2 separate regions of the Callithrix jacchus genome follow, and region 2 is linked to region 1. Evidence: chromatin contacts called from public Hi-C data. All regions are on one chromosome and are shown on one strand. Each heading gives the region's core, a stretch centred on a gene start, on an enhancer-like site or on the middle of the called end of the contact. The rest is flanking DNA. Distances are from core to core; before and after follow the strand shown.

The links. A called contact is a pair of places that touch in the nucleus more often than the background predicts.
Region 2: a Hi-C map of skeletal muscle shows a contact between it and region 1, with 4 times the contacts expected there. The contact joins two enhancer-like sites. A contact is called at or near these places in 3 of 3 Hi-C or Micro-C datasets (induced pluripotent stem cells and skeletal muscle).

Annotation. Positions count from the first base shown.
Region 1 is chrX:125,591,779-125,599,720 of calJac240_pri, forward strand. UTP14A (UTP14A small subunit processome component) reads left to right here. Exons shown (of 16, transcript XM_035288252.3): 16 at 1,290-1,705. The coding sequence ends at 1,562. Among named protein-coding and RNA genes, the nearest start is that of UTP14A, 26 kb to the left of the region's middle. Within about 2 kb of position 3,308, at least 14 of the 16 cell types and tissues checked have an H3K27ac peak or open chromatin away from gene starts, as enhancers often do. A contact at or near this core is called in skeletal muscle, where this site is marked.
Region 2 is chrX:125,719,374-125,727,315 of calJac240_pri, forward strand. It overlaps ELF4 (E74 like ETS transcription factor 4), which reads right to left. Exons shown (of 9, transcript XM_078362291.1): 9 at 6,982-7,942. Among named protein-coding and RNA genes, the nearest start is that of ELF4, 53 kb to the right of the region's middle. Within about 2 kb of position 3,043, at least 9 of the 16 cell types and tissues checked have an H3K27ac peak or open chromatin away from gene starts, as enhancers often do. A contact at or near this core is called in skeletal muscle, where this site is marked.

The sequences.
Region 1 (7,942 bases), core at 2,058-4,557:
GCTGGTCTTGAACTCCTGACCTCAAGTGATCCGCCTGCCTTTGCCTCCCAAGGTACTGGGATTACAGGTGTTGAGCCACTGCACCTTGCCAAAGACTACTGATTTTACATCCCCATTTTCTGCTTATCTGTTTTTCCTCCTTTCACCACTGGGGAAGTGTTGAAAGATTTTTTTTTTTTCTTAAGATGGAGTCTGGCTCTATCAGCAGGCTGGAATGCAGTGGCATGATCTCAGCTCACTGCAACCTCCACCTCCCAGATTCAAGCAATTCTCCTGCCTCAGCCTCCCGAGAAGCTGGCAGGCACCCACCACCACATCCAGCTAAATTTTTGTATTTTTAGTAGAGACAGGGTTTCACCATGTTGGCCAGGATGGTCTCAATCTCTTGACCTCGTGATCTGCCTGCCTCGGCCTCCCAAAGTGCTGGCATTATAGGCATGAGCCGCCACACCTGCCTGAAAGATTATTAAAATATCTGAAGGTAGTAATGTGGTGGAGGAGTACCAGGCAAGGAAACAGGAGCTGTGGGTTCTGTTCTCCAATGCTGCTCCTCATTTACTTAGGTCCATCACTTCCCCGCTCTAAGCCTAATCTTCAGGCCAAGGGGGATGACCATTGCCAATATCTAGGGCCTTCCAGCTCTACAATTCTGTGATGCCAAAAGAAGATGAAGCTAAGTATAACAGCCTGGTAGAGTTCAGGATTCCGGTTCCTTAAAACATCAATCCTAAGAGAGGGAAGGAGGAGACTGAGAGCATAAAGAGGGTAGAAAAGACATGAAATCCATAGGGATACACAAAGGTGTAAGTTCTTGCAGTCACAGTGTTATATAGGAAAACTCACTATGGGACAACAGCCCCGGAGCGCCTACAGCTAGACAGGGACAGTGTCACTTGTAATTCCAGCTACTCGGGAGGTGGAGGCTGCAGTGAGTGGAGATCACGCCACTACACTCCAGCCTGGGCAACAGAGCGAGACTCTGTCACAGAAAAAAAAAACCAAAAAGACAGGGTCAGTGTCTCGGTGGTTTTTCAGACCCTAAATTGTTGAATAGGGGATCCAGAGCCAACTTAGTCCCCCACCCCCCCCAATCCCAGTGTCATCAAGCAGATTGGACTCCTAAGGGCAGATGGGAGCACTGGGATGCCTTGATCTCTCAGTGTCTTCACTTGCAGTCATCATGTTGAACCATGGCCTGTACCAAAACAGTACCTGATGAGAGCTGCCATTCCAGTAGACAACTGCTCCCCAGGCCTGCCTCATACCAAAGCATTCTCCTTCCTTCCCAGGTACGAGTGCTTCCATATCCGTTTACCCACCATCGGCAATTTGAAAGGACCATCCAGACCCCTATAGGATTCACGTGGAACACCCAGAGAGCTTTCCAAAAGCTGACTACTCCTAAGGTCATCACCAAGCCAGGTCATATCATTAAGCCCATAAAAGCAGAGGATGTGGGCTACCGGTCTTCCTCAAGGTCGGACATCTCTGTCATACAGAGAAATCCAAAACGGGTCACCACGCGTCACAAAAAACAGCTGAAGAAAAACTCTGCAGATTGAGTTGCTGGAAGAGTGATAGCCAGGAACCCTGACTCCACTTCCTTTGGTCCAGTTTTACTCTGCTATAAGGCAGATTCCAAAACTGGCTCAGCACCTTGCATGTAGTTGAGCCACATTTTTAAAATAAAGGCTTTTTAAATCTATCTGGAATATACGTTGTGTTGTCCCCCGGTGAAATCATTTCGTCAAGCCGCACACCTATGGACGCTCCAATAGTGCATTTCTCGAGTTGTACTTGTCAGGGGCACCTCTTTTTCTTACTGAGGATTATGTAGTTGGTCCTAAATCGAAATGGAGAAAATTCACTGTAGTCTGTGATCTTAAATATATCACATCAGATATGATCCACCAGTAATTACTGCCAACTTGAAGAGACAGGGTTAATTATGATAAAATGTTCTATATTTTGACCTCTGAGCCTAGGAAGAAGATGTACAAACTCTGCAATTGGATTCTGTCCTAGACTGATCCTAAGACCAGCATGGTGCTGAAGCTGGGTTCTTTCCCCACAAGTCTAGCAACTGTCATTTTTTTCACATGTGAGCTTTCCCAGCTTGTACGGGCTGCTGTCTACAATATCATGTATATAACCTTCTTTTCTCAGAAGATCAGGAGGTTTTACCCTTATCTTGTAGATAAAGGTAGATGTGATTTCAGAAGTAAACCTCTATTGCTTTTCCTTCCTAACTCAGAGCCCACTCCTCACCATTGAAAGTGTAGTTTATTTAAGCATTGCTTTGCTATGTGACAGTTCACATGGGCTTCTCAGCTCTGAGGAACTTGGTCTGCCTTTGGATGACAAGAAATATGTGGAAAGATTCCCTGCAGCCGAGCTTCCTAACAAGGAATTTGGGAAACACCTCTGATTTCAAAATGACACCACGACTGCACCTTGCCTCCTGCCTTGGAGGTTCAGTCCCATCCCCAACATTTTAAAACCAAAGTGGGTTCACTTTTGTGTCACAGGCCCCTCTAAAAATATGTTGAAGTTTATGAACCGCCTCCAGAAACGTGCACACACACGCTTGTATGACATTTTACATACAGTTTCAGGGGCTTTTGAGACATTTGGAATCCCTGGGTCAAAAGCTGTACCACTACAAGTTTTCTTTTGCAATCCCCCTCCCCCGGCCCCACACAGTTACTGCCTTCTCTTCTGAGCACAGCACTCTCCAAATCAGTTCCAAAATGTTTAGACCTCAAAGGTAGCTAGTCCCAGTACCTTTATACAAGAAACTGTTCAGAACAGTGATGTATCTGGTGTTACAACATTAAACTGGTGACTGAATGTGAGACTAGAACCCTAGACTAACAGAAGTGAAAAGCCAAAGATAAATTTCTATGAATTTCCCAGCGGTCCCTGGTGGCCCCTATCATTGCTCACCCTCTTAAGAAACAACCTGGGACTGGGAAGGGAAGGGAAATGAGTATGTTCAGCAGTGTTCAGTGCCCAAAGGGCATGCTTAAGTTATCCATCGGCTTGAGATTATCCACGATCCACTCGCTGGTTGACACAAGTCAGCAGCCAGTGGTAGGGGATGCGGCACCATGCCCACTCCTGCCTTCGTTTAAGGGACCACAACATTATCTTGCACTCTTTTGAGCACAAAGCTGCTACCTCCGTCCCACCCACCCCACCAAATTGAAGCGCCCAATCAAGTGTCACCGGTAAATGGCCAATCCCCGTCTACTTTCCCGGGACCCTCTCGAGCTCCGTTTGCTCCCCACTGCCCAGGAGTGATGCAAGCGACCCCATCATTCAAAGGAGAGGCAGGTGCCGGAACGTGCTATAAACGACGCCCACTTCCACCCTTCCAAGCCCCCAAACGGATTCGATTGTTGTTTCGTGGGGCTTTTTTTTCTTTTCTTCCTCCGAACCTCCGAAGTGTTCTCCCTTCCCATTGGCCGAAGCTGCCCCTTGACGCCACCCCGGCCTTGCTCGCTGATTGGTCCGTTCTGGATGTGCCCAAGCCTTTTTCCCAGGGTGTGGCGCCCCCCCGCCCCCAACAGGGTTCTGACCCCTGGCTCCTCCCTTCCCCCCCCAAGCCCCCCTCTCTGTTCCGAATGGTACCGCCCTGGCTCGGCTCCCCCACGGCCCAGGCCGCTGCCCTTAGGGCCCCCGGACGGGGCGGGGCACGCTGGGGACGGGCAGAGGGCGGTGGTGGCGCCTTCCTGCCGAGCCCGAGGCCGCCCCCGCCACCCTTCTCTAGCCCTTGTAGGTCCCACTTTCCCCTGGGCATTACTTGTCCTGCCTCAGTAGCCCCGTCCCGTCTGTGCAACCCCACCGTGGTCCTCGGGTCATCCCGAACAGCGGCGTTAAATCCCTGCCCTCAGCGCTGCACACACGCCCATCCGCCTCCACCCTTGGGTCTCAACAGCACCCCCTTTCCCCGTTTCGGCTCCCCCTTCCCCTCCCGAGCCCTCCGAAGCCCTGAGCCCCTTTCCTCGCGGACTGTCCATCCCCAGGATCCCCGTCCCTGTGTGTGGCCAGTCCTCCCAGCGGCCTCCCCTTCGCGGCCTCCCTTCCCCTTCGTGGCCAGCGTGGTGGAGCACTCCCGCCCCACCTTTCTCCGTACCCCTGCGCTCCCTTATGTTGTCCCATCATGTCCCTCTCTAAATCCCTCCCACACCGTGCCCCCCCGCGGTACACACACACACACGCACACACACGCACCCCTCCCCGCGAGGCGTCCCCCGGCGCCCCTCCCCAACCCCCGCTCGTCTATGCCCCTCCCACCTACCCCGTCCTTTTGTCTCCTCTTTGGTCTCTAAGTCCCCCGCCCCTCCCTCGCTCCCGCCCTCGCTCCCCCGAGCACGCTCTTATCTTCCCCAGGTCCCGGTGCCCCGCCCCGCGGCCGCGCCCCGCGGCCCCCTCCCTTCCGCGGCCCCGTCTCCGCCCTCGGCGCTCCGCCCTCCCCCCCGTGGCTCCGGCCCGCCAGCCCGGCTGGCCTCCGGTTCCCGGCTCGCTCCTCCCGCGGCCACCGCCGCCGCTCTCCGACCCACCCTTCCCGGGCCGGCACCTCGCGCTCCCGCGCGCTCTTCCTACACACGCACTCCCGCCGCCGTGCTCCGCTCGCTCGCTCGCTCGCCCGCCCAGGCCCTGCCTCGGCCCGGCCCGGCGCAGCCCGCACCCCGCAGCCCGCCCTCGGGGAGCCTCGGCGCCCAGTGGCCGGCCGCCGGCACCTCGCGGATGGGCGGGCGTGCGGCCTGGGAGCGCGAACCCGGGCCGGGCTGGGTCTCCCCAGCTCAGCCGGGCCCTCGGAAGCCTCCCGGAGCGCAAGCGCCCGTCGGAAATGTTTAGAGGACAGGCCGGCCGAGGTTCCTTCAGCAGCCCAGGCCAGGCCGGCGCGCCCCGGGGAGTCGCGGCGACCTTTCCTCCGGGGAAGACTTGACCCAGAGCCTCCTCCCGGCTCCCGCCCCAAACCTGTGCCACCGACGCGCGACGCGCAGCTGAGACTCGAGGCTGGCGGGAGGAGGGCGGGGGACTGTCCAGAAAATGCCCGAGCCGCGAGGGACCCTAACTGCCAACCGTCAGGCCCGGAGAGGCGAGATCTAGTGATACGTCCTGGCCACCCAGGGAGAGAGGGTGAGCCCACGCCAAGCACCACGGACCCCCGCCTCTCCGCCCGGGGTTCTCCCCACCACGCATCGCAGAGCCTTTTGTATAGACACCACCGGACCCAGAGTGAGGGACCTGGCTCAAGTCGACAGAAAATCCAGCCACAGAGCCACATGCCAATAGACACTTTTAAAAAGTCCTTTCGGGCCGGGCGCAGTGGCTCACGCCGGCAATCCTAGCACTATGGGAGGCCGAGGTGTGCGGATCACCTGAGGTCAGGAGTTCGAGACCACCCTGACCAACATGGCGAAACCCCATCTCTACTAAAAATGCAAAAATTAGCCGGGAGTGGTGGCGAGCGCCAGCAGCCCCAGCTACTCTGGAGGCCGAGGCAGGAGAATCACCTGAACCCAGCAGGCGGAGGTTGCAGTGAGCTGAGTGCACTCCACCCTGGGTGGCAGAGTGAGACTGCCTCAAAAAAAAAAGGGGGGGGCAATAAAAAGTCCGTTCCATAATGCCCAAGTGGCCTGTGTTTCCTCGCCCAAATCTCTTCTCCCAAGCCCTCACTCAGTCTTACCTATTTACCCACCAGACTGGAAGCTCTTTGAAGGGGGCCCTGTTTGTCGCAGTGGCTCACTCAATGGATCCCTTGTGATTGGCAGACAAGTGGATGTATTTGTTGACTGCTCGCCTTTGGGATCTGTGTCATTATTGTGTGACTTAAGGTTGTAAACTCGGGAGGGCCGGAACCGGCTGGAGATTACTAGCTCGTGCCAGGCACAGCATGATGCCCAGAGGGATGGGCCATCAATGCTTTTTGAGACTGACGTAACTAATTATGCAGGAGGCAGTTGCCTACCTCTTGATCCCCAGAACTGCCAGTTCCAGAGCTAAGTCTGAGTGAGGAAGAAACTAAGGAGCTGTCTTAGCTCATCCCCAATGTGATGCCAACTCGCTGGGACTAGATATGGCTGCAGTCACCATCCCAACACACTGGGTAACCTGACTATCTAGTTACTGGGAATGGTTTGCAGGGAGCCAGAAACTCGGCTTTAACTCCAGTTTGCAACTGGAGCTGGGAGGCAGGAAGTAGCCAGGGTTTTCTGAGTGTGAAGCAGACTGTCCCATATAAGGATCAAACCTGTAGTTCTTCATCCATTTGCCCCAAGGTCAACCCGAAGCCCGATCTGCCAGAAGGAGGCTGCAAACAAACTGGACTCGAGGTCAACAGCAGTTACCCCAGGGGAGGGGGAAAGTGGAAGCACTCCTTCCCCCCATTTACAGATGCAAGATTCACCCTGTACTTTGCAGCAGCTCATTTGTAACCTGGTCGCTTTAGAATTGGTCTAGCTCCCTGCCCACCTCACACCTCCATCCCCAGCCTGATGGGTCCTCTCTCTCCATCCTCAGCCCTACACTGTCTTTGCCCAAGTCAGCCTGCTCTAAATGGACATGGACAGTGATCCCAGCAGAAACTGAAGCAGTAACAATCGGACAGTGTCAAGAGACTCCGGCAGAGATGCCTCGGAGCGCCCGGCCTCCTCCTCTGCCTTGGCACAGATGTTCTTATTGTCCTGGAAAGAAATACCAAATTCCCTCCCCAAGCATGAAGCGAGGATACTCTGGGACTTAGTGCCCAAGGACAGAGTCGCCGGCCCAGCCCAGTTCCTCTGCCCCCTAATCAGACTGAAACTGTCACCATCCCTCTTCCCCATCTTAGCCAAGACTTCTCCCCCTCGCTTAGGAGATTATGGGGAGTGGGGCTGGAGCTGCATGAGAAGACTGCTAACTGTTCTACAGTCCTCTTTAGGGACTGTTAGCACATCAAAATACATATTTGGAAAATGCTCACAATTAACACTGGGAGAAAAACAGTAAACACAGTGTCACTTTGCCAGGCTCAACAGTTTTGTTTTGTTTTGTTTAAATGCTAATGGCCTCAAATGGGGAGCAGCATCCATCAGTTAAATAAACAAGCCATTAGACTGAGACTAGAAGTGTCAACACATGACTAATCTACTAATTGGGAGAAGGCATGGTGTAGTGAGGAACAAGGCAGCAAAGCATGCTGGAGGCTGTGGAGTGGACTTGTTTACACGCACAAGCACGTGGGGTTGGAGCTAACAAGGCCTGAGTTTGAGTCCTGCCTCTATCAGTTGTTAGCCGTATGGCCTTCAGTGAGTTATTTCATTGCCCTGAGCCATTGTTTCCCATTCTGTAAAATAGGGACATTAACAGTACCTACACCACAGGGTTGTTATAGGAATGGACTGAGATAATACAAGTAAAGTTCTTGGTGCAATATAGGAGGCTGCTGCATCGTAGGTGTCTGATGGCTGTTGGTGGCTGTTATTGATCATAATAAAATATCTTACGTACAGTAGACACAAAAAATAGATTAAAAATGATTTGTGGTTGCTAGATATTAGCAATGAAATGGGGAACATGGTCCCCAGACCCCCCACCAAATACAACCGGCAAGGGGATGCTTTTGGTGGGTTACTTTCAACTTCTTCAGGCTATCCCTTTAACCTGGAATTCACCGCAGCTTTTAAAGATGGACCGTCCTGCCCGAGGCTTGCTGGGCTCCGGGGTCTTCTCTCCTGGCACCTGCCTAAGAAGTTTGGGTTAAGCTAGCCCTCTCAGGTGGGGAGCAGCCAGGCACAGTGCTGGGCATCCTTCCAAAGCCATCCAGTCCCCTTCTCGCAGAGGACTGCAGACTGTTCTTGGTTGCCTCCTTCGTGTCATGGTGGTGATCACAATATGGAGAGGAGCCAGACTGTGGAGGAAGGGAAGCAAGGAGAGGCACACAAGACTCCCA
Region 2 (7,942 bases), core at 1,793-4,292, 130 kb after region 1:
CCCTGACCCCTCTGTGGCATTGTCCCTTCCACTCTTCTTATTTTTCTACCAATTGCTATTTTTCCGAACAATCCTTGTAGAGTATGTACCATCCAAAGGCAGGAGGGCCTCGCCGTGGCCGGCTCTGGTTGGAGATGGTACAGTTTTATTGTACAGGTGCTAAAACAACAACAAAAAAGAAAATGGAAAAAAAAGATTAAAAAAAAAAAAGGAAAAAAAAAAAAGCCAGTTTGAGGATGGGACAATCTGTTCTCTGGAGGCTCCTGAGCCCTGCGGAGCATTGGTGGTTATTTTCTTTGTATTGTGTTTGTTCTTTGTTCCCGGGGAGCAGGGGAGTTCTCACCCCCCACTTCGGTAGGACTGCTCCCCCCACCACCATACTGCCCAGTTGGTTTTAAACAGTTGTTTTCCCTTTTTAAGAAAAAATACATATATATATATATATATATACACATATATATATAAAGTTGAGGGGTTTTGGATTTTGATTGTTGGTTTTGTTGGGGTTCCTGGTATCGTGTAGTTTATTTCATGTTCTGTTTGCCTTTCCTTTCTTCGCATTTGGGTGTATATTCTGGCTGCCCTCCTGTTTCATTTTAAGCAACTGGCTGTGGAGTCAAAAACACTTGCATACTGAAAACTGTGTGTCAGGGCTTCTGTCTCCTGTCTCTTTTTCTATCCTCTCCTTTGGGACTTGGTGGTGGTTTCAGAAGGTGGGCATTGTGATGGGGAACCCCGCCCCCCACCATCCTGCTTTGCAGCTGCGGGTCCGGAGGGGTACAATGAATGAAGGCAAGGTGGAGTGGCTAGTGAACGTTGGGTCACGATCTGGAAAGAAAAAGAAAGGCAGGGGCAAATCCTAGGGGCGGGGCCGGTGCGGCAAATGGAGCATCCGGCTCCTGTTGCTTTGGTTTGGGATCAAGGGCAATTTGGGGTGCCTGGGCAGTCCTCGTTTCCATAGGAGTAGCAGGATTGGAGGAAGCCGCCCTCTCTTTGGTGGCTGTGGGAATAAGCCTCCTTAAGGAAGTCCCCTGCCTGCCCTGGGCCACCCTGCCAAGGTGGCATCTGGCTGCATGGCCTCATCACTGCCCTCACTGTTGTGCCAGTGCTCCCCGCCCACAGTGCAGGCCTTCCACAGTTCTGTTTTCCTTCCACTGAGCGACCATGAAGGCAAGATGCCCATCCTGGATTTTGCAGTTTTTCCTCCCGCTTTTGAAAAAGGGTGGTAGAAGCTATGATTCTTGTGAATGCTAGTTCCAGAATGCACCAGCGACTGAGGGGAAGAGGATGTTTGAGAGCCCTGGGATGAGGCCCTTTGAAGCTTTATTCTCTTAGGGCCTCTTGCTGTGGCTTTCGAGTCTGGAGAGCCCTGTCAGAGAGTGTACAGGCGAAGGGATCTGTGCGTCTGGCCGGCTGGACTCCAGCCATCCCCAGGAGTGAACTCTAAGCTGCTGTCTTTGCTCAAGCCTTAGAAGCTTGGCTTGACCCAGGTCCAAGCATCGTTCTCTTTGAGCCATAGCATTAATCTTCCTCAGCCCTCCTCTCCCCACTTTCTGATCCCAAGGCCCTCTGCAATAGCCATCTTTGTCAGATTCCCAAAGAAGCCCACAGTGGTTCTGAATTCAGGTCAATCCTCTTCTCGAGTTGCAGTTAGGTCCAGAAACCTGACATGTCAATAGGTTGTGAAAGCCATGTAGCAAGGATAACGATTGCGCTAGGCCCAGGATGCTACGGGAGCTCAGAGGGATGCGCAACGGCGCTGGGAACACATCCTGGAAGAGGTGATGCCTGGTTGATACATTAAAAAGTACAAATGTAGGCATTAGAGGTATTTGAACTGAGGGGACAATCTGAGCAAAGCCTTGGAGACAAAGAAGGGGAGTTAAAAGCAAAACCAAACAGCAGATTTTTTTTTGTATTGCTTTTGGGTTATTTGCCCACAGCTTACCTGCAGTCCCACTGCCCTTTGCCAGGTTGGAAAGATCAAGGCAGGAAGTATGGACCGTAGCATTAAATCTGTATCACTGGTCAGGATTGGGGGTGAGAATGGCTTAGTAGCTTCTTATTAAATGATCTCCCAATCCTTTTAGTATGGTGTAGCCTAACTACCGAGGCTGACTTTGGGTGGGAACCTAATCTTTCCCAGCCTTCATTGCTCCATCAGCCAAATGGAGGCCATTGTACCCACCTACTGACAGAGCATCACACTGAGGGCCAAAAAGATCTGTTTAGCCAAAATTAGTTCCCTTTTCATACCGAGTTCAAGAGCCTGTGGTTAATGAGGGTCTTATCAGAATGTTCTTAGAGCTTGAAAGAGAGGCTCTGTTCAAGTCTTGGTGGGAGGAGGGACCCTCTCCGCATCCCTATTTGGCGTGTGGGGGCGGTGGTAAATGGGGTAGTAAACTACGACCCGTTTCATACTCTAACTCAAAAACCGGGAGGCCTGGTGGGTGTTTCACTGTGTCCCGCCCCTGCAAAGGCCAGCGTGTGTGTGTGTTTGGGGAAGGGTGGGGTCTGCCCCAGGGAGTGTCTGCTCAGGTGCTGGGCAGGGGGACACGAAGTACTCGGGCCTTCTGGACCCCGCAGCAGGGACGGGCCGGGCTCCACGTGTTCCCCCAGCGCTCCGGCTGCGACCGCGCAGGGGGCCTTCCGATCCGCCGGATCAGGCAGCTGGAAGCTACGCCTTTCTGCCCGCGCCGGTCCTTGGGAGCCGGGCTCGCGCGGCGGGCGGTCAGGGCCCTCCGCTGGTAAATGACAGTCTCGGGTGCCTGCAATGCTCTCCGGCTTCACGGTAGAAGGAGGCAGCCAGCGAGCGGAGCGAACAGCAGGCGGGGTGGCGGCGCGTGCTCACCTGCTGGTCCGCGAGACTGGGGGAGGGGGTGCTGGGGGCGGGGCCAGAGCGCTGCTGGCCAATGGGAGAGTGATTTCGGCGGCTGGCTAAACTCCCCCTGGAAAGTGGAGGAGGAGGGGTCCGAGGGGAATGTTCCAAGTTCCGGAGCAGCAGAGGGCTTTGGTGGGGGTCCGGAGCCTTCCAGAGACACTTGCGGGAGCAGGGGCATGATCGAGGACTGGAAGACGCCGGTCACGGCCACCTCCGTCACGGACGGTAGGCCCCGCCCTGGCCGTCCCTCTCTTCCCGGGCCCCGCCGGCCACTAGCCCGCCATCGCTGGCTCGACAGCGCCACCTGCTGGACGTCGATCTCCACGTCCGGAGCGCCGGGGCCGAGGTTCTCCGAGGCTCCGACCTCCGTGCAGGAGGAGAACTAGCTCACTCAGCCCAGATCCAGCAGCTTCGGAGCTGGAGGCAACTGCCTCTTTTGGAGTACGGGAAGGGATCAGAAAGGCCTGTGACCATCAGAATAACTTCTTTTCCCGCTCCACCCACCGGAGCTACATTTCCACCGCACAGTCCCACCCAGGGGTGAGGAAACAGTGGGGAGGCGGTCCCTGGAAGCGGGCAGCAGCAAAGGGCGGGGAGTTCAGGAGTTGCATGTGGCACCTGGTGACAGCGACACCTGGGCACCTCGTGGACCGGGGATATCTGTAACACTCCAGGGGCAAAGGAAGTAGCCGCCTGCAGTATTATAAAAGCGATCAGAAAGCCGCCTTAGTGCCCAAGTGTGGATTGTCCTCCTCCCTCTCCTCTTGCCTGACATAGCATAGGGCAGAAGTCCCAGAATTAAAATCAGGACTCGTTCATTCTTTCAATAAGCATTTATCAAGAACCTACTGTGTGCCAGGCACTGTGCTAGGCTGACACTCTGTGTCAGCCACTAACACACAGTCCCTGTCCTTGAGGAGCTCACAGTATATTGGCGGGGAACCCTACATAAGCACATAATTAAGGAACTGCTGTGTGTTGAGTGCTGCCATAGAGGTATTTACAAAGTGCTGTGAGGCCTGGCTCATGCCTGTAATCCCAGCACCTGGGGAGGCTGAGGTGGGTGGATCACTTGAGGTCAGTAGTTCAAGACCAGCCTAGCCAACATCGTGAAACCCTGTCTCTACTACAAAATACAAAAATTAGCTGGACCTGGTGGCATGTACCTGTAGTCCCAGCTACTCCAGAGACTGAGGCAGGAGAACTGCTTGCCCCAGGAGGTGAAGGCCTCAGTGACCCGATATCGTGAAACTGCACTCCAGCCTGGGTGATGGAGGGAGATTCTGTCTCAAAAAAATAAGGAAAACAAAGTGCTCCTCCCAGAGAGGGAGTAACATACCAGCTGCTGGGAGATGAAGGTCATCTCTTGACACCTGACTCCATTAAACCATGAAAAGGCAGAGACTTACTGCCACTTGACTCTGGTTACAATGAACCCGTCTCCCGAGGTTCTCCTCTAACCCTCTCCCATAACTGTATCAGCACAGGTTAATCAGTTTAGCTACTTGCACACTTGGAGTAAGAAAGAAACTGGACAGGGAAGTTGCTTTAGGGGCAAAGGATGTTCAGAACAGTAACAAATTTTGAGTGCTAAGGTGGGAGGTGGGGGTGGGGATACCATGAGGGCACTGAGCCAGGGAGGGCAGGCCCTGAGCAGTGGAGCACCTGGGGCGAGTGCCTGTGCAGAGGGGAGGTCAGAGGCCGCCTACCTAAAAGTTGGTCCCCATCTCCCACTGGCTCCATCAGTAATCATTCCTTGATGTTTTGTACTGTGCCATGTTATGTGGTTGATAGTCCCTCCCACTCCTCAAGGAGGTAATGTGCTAATTGGGGACACTAACTGGGTACAGGTCATTGAAGATTTAAGTAATAGTTGTGATTATAATAGAAGAGATGTCACAGGGTGTTCATGATCAGTTGCCGAAAGAGTGGCAATTGCAGTGAGTTTAAAATAGCTCACTTAAGATAGGCTGGTCTGGGGAGGCAGATTCCATGAATCGAGTCTTGAAGGAGGGGCACAATTTAATTGGTGCAGGATAGGAAGGACATTCTGATTGAGCAGAACCAATCAGATCCTGAGGGTGGATTGTGCTTTTTTATTTTTATTTGAGATGAAGTCTAGCTGTGATCGCCCAGGTGTGATCTCTGCTCACTGCAACCTCTGCCTCCTGAGTTCAAGCGATTCTCTGCCTCAGCCTCCCCAGTACCTGGGATTATAGGCACACACCACCACGCCTGGCCAATTTTTGTATTTGTAGTAGAGATGGGGTTTCACCATATTGGCCAGGCTGGTTTAGAACTCCCAACCTCAGGTGATCCACCTGCCTTGACCTCCCAAAGTGCTGGGATTACAGGTGTGAGCCACCATGGGTGGCCGGTATGGATTGCATTTCTAAAGGAAAAGATGTATAGAAGGGAAGAATATTAGTTAAGAAAACACAAGATTGTGTAAATATTGAGGTTGTCTGTATTGCCTAGAGCAGGTAAAAGTTAAATGGAGGATCTTGGTTTCCAGGTTTAAAATGATTAGAATATATGTAGAAGATAATAAGAGCAAAAGCACAGAGTTTGGAAATTGTAAACAGAGCCATGTTCACAGGCCAGCAAATCCATCAGTTTGACTGGAGCAGTGCCTTGGGGTGTGAGTGGTGGCGGAGGGAGCAGGGTGAGTTGACTGGGGAAGTCAGTTAGGACCCGATGGTCAAGGGTCTTGATGGCAGGCCAAGGACATCAGGCTTTGTCCTGAAGACAAGGCTGAGACTAAGCTTAAAATACTTCCAGAACTACTGCCTTGAAACCAAGTACTCCCCATCCCTACTCCAGGACCCCTGGACTAGATTCAGCAGCTAAAGAGTTAAGTTGAGAAAGGATTAGAGATTAAGTATTTTGAAGATCACTGAGGGCTTTTTAGCGAAGAGCACATGGGAGGGGTTGAGACAGATCACACTGGGAGCCCTTGTGTGTCTTGGGTAGTTTGAGCCAGGGTGGAGGTTTCTGGGAATGTGGAAGAAAGGCCAGATTTTCGTACATTGCAAACCACATGCTGGACTTCGGGAGATGGGAGAAGGGGACGCAGAGGAAGTGAAGGCAACCATCAGATGGCTCTGAAATTTCCACCTTAAGAGGTCAGGAAAACGGTGGCACCATGAACAGAAATAGGCAAGTCATGACGGCCTTTCTGTTTGATTGTTTTTATTACAGCTCTGGGATACATGTGCAGAACATGCCGGTTCGTTGACGTAGGACAGGTATGCATGTGCCATAGTAGTTTGCTGCACCCATCAGCCTGTCATCTTGGAAAGGATTTTTGTGAGTGTGCCAATAATTTTAAAATCCACTGTTGGCCAGGCACAGTGGCTCACACCTGTTATCCCAGCACTTTGGGAGGCCAAGGTAGGTGGATCATTTAAGGCCAGGAGCTCGAGACTAGCCTGGCCAACATGGTGAAACCGTCTCTACTAAAAATACAAAACTTAGCCGGGTGTGGTGCTATGCATCTGTACTCCCAGTTACTCAGGAGACTGAGGCAGGAGAATTGCTTGAGCCCATGAGGCAGAGGTTGCAGTAAACAAAGATTGTGCCACTGCACTCCAGCCAACAGAGCAAGACTGACTCAAAAAAAAATCCAGTGTTGGTAGGGGGGCTATCTTTAAGGGGCTGACAAGCATCCATGTGGAAATGTCCAGCAGATCACTGGAAATGTGAGCCAGGAGCTTAGGAGAAACTTGGGGCTGGAGCTCTAGATTTAGGACCCATATCCCAGGAGCCAAAATGAGCCCAAAATGGTTGAGAGTCTTGATGAACAGCCACATTGGAAGTGGTAGGTGAAGAACCAGCCCCAGAAAGGGTTGATGAAGCAGGAGAGCCCAGCTAGTGTGGGTTCACGGGGGCTGAGAACTGTGAAGAGGACATTTGATTTCACCATGAGGTCACTGATGACCTTCTAGCAGTCAGTTTCCATGGAGTTGGAGTAGAGGTGGCAGAAACCAGATTTCAGGTGGGGGTGGGGCTCCCCTTAACCCATGCAGCACCTTTGTGCAAATTTTTTTTTTTTTTTCATGGTGACCCTTTATCAAGATGCTTACTTTTAACCATCAGGAAACTGTCAAATTGATTTTATTAGAAAAAGGCACTTTAATGCCAACTGCTGGAAACACTTGTAGTAAATACATTTGCACAACCAAACACAGTGCCCTCCAGGGGGCAGGGAGAGGGAGAGGGAGAGGGTGAGAGTTGGCTTGGCGAAGAAGAGAAGAGTGAGAGAGAGGCCAGGGGAGGTAGTTAGGTCAAGTGGATGGTTTTGTACCAAGGACACAGGTCCTCAGGCACTGATTCACATTACCCGAAGTCACCAGATAATAGAGTTGTTTCCATGGCTGACATTTCTTAGCCTTGCCCCCAAACTTGGCAGGAGGGAGGCAAGCTGATTTAAAGAAGGGAGAGGGGAGGAGATCCAGGTCATCAGCCCAGAGGGTAGCTTTGAGAGAGAATAGGTTGGCCCTTCCTTGGAAAAAGGGAAGGGGGAAGCAGGGAGCCACAAAGAGAGAGAGGTGTCACAGGGACTCCTGGCTGCTGACTCCCATCTTCTTGGGGAAGGAGTCAAGGTTAGGTGTGAAAGTGGGAGGTAAGAGGCATTGGTCCACCCGAGGAGGTCTGCTGCAGCCATCACAGAAGCAGGCTGGTCTACCTTCGAGGTGAGTCGCAGGCAAGCTGAGCAGCAGAGACCATGTGGTAGGCACCCATGCTTGAGCAGGAATGGGGGTGGGCCCCATCCAGGTTGCAGCCGGACTAGCCTCAGTGACACCTGACAGCTGAAAAAATGTCAAAAAGTAATCAAGAGGGAGCCCAGGATGGGGGAAGTAGGCTGGAGTGTCAGCAAAGGCTATTGTCTGGCTGGAGGCTGGTATCACACAAACAGCCCAAGCTCAGGCACAAACATTCAATGAATTCAGCTCTGACTGGGGCTTTGTGGCTAGCTGTGAGGCTGGAGGGCACTTCACCCCTGTCTAATACTTCAGCAAAGCACTCTGGGCTGGCCCAAGGTTCCAGCCTGACCACATG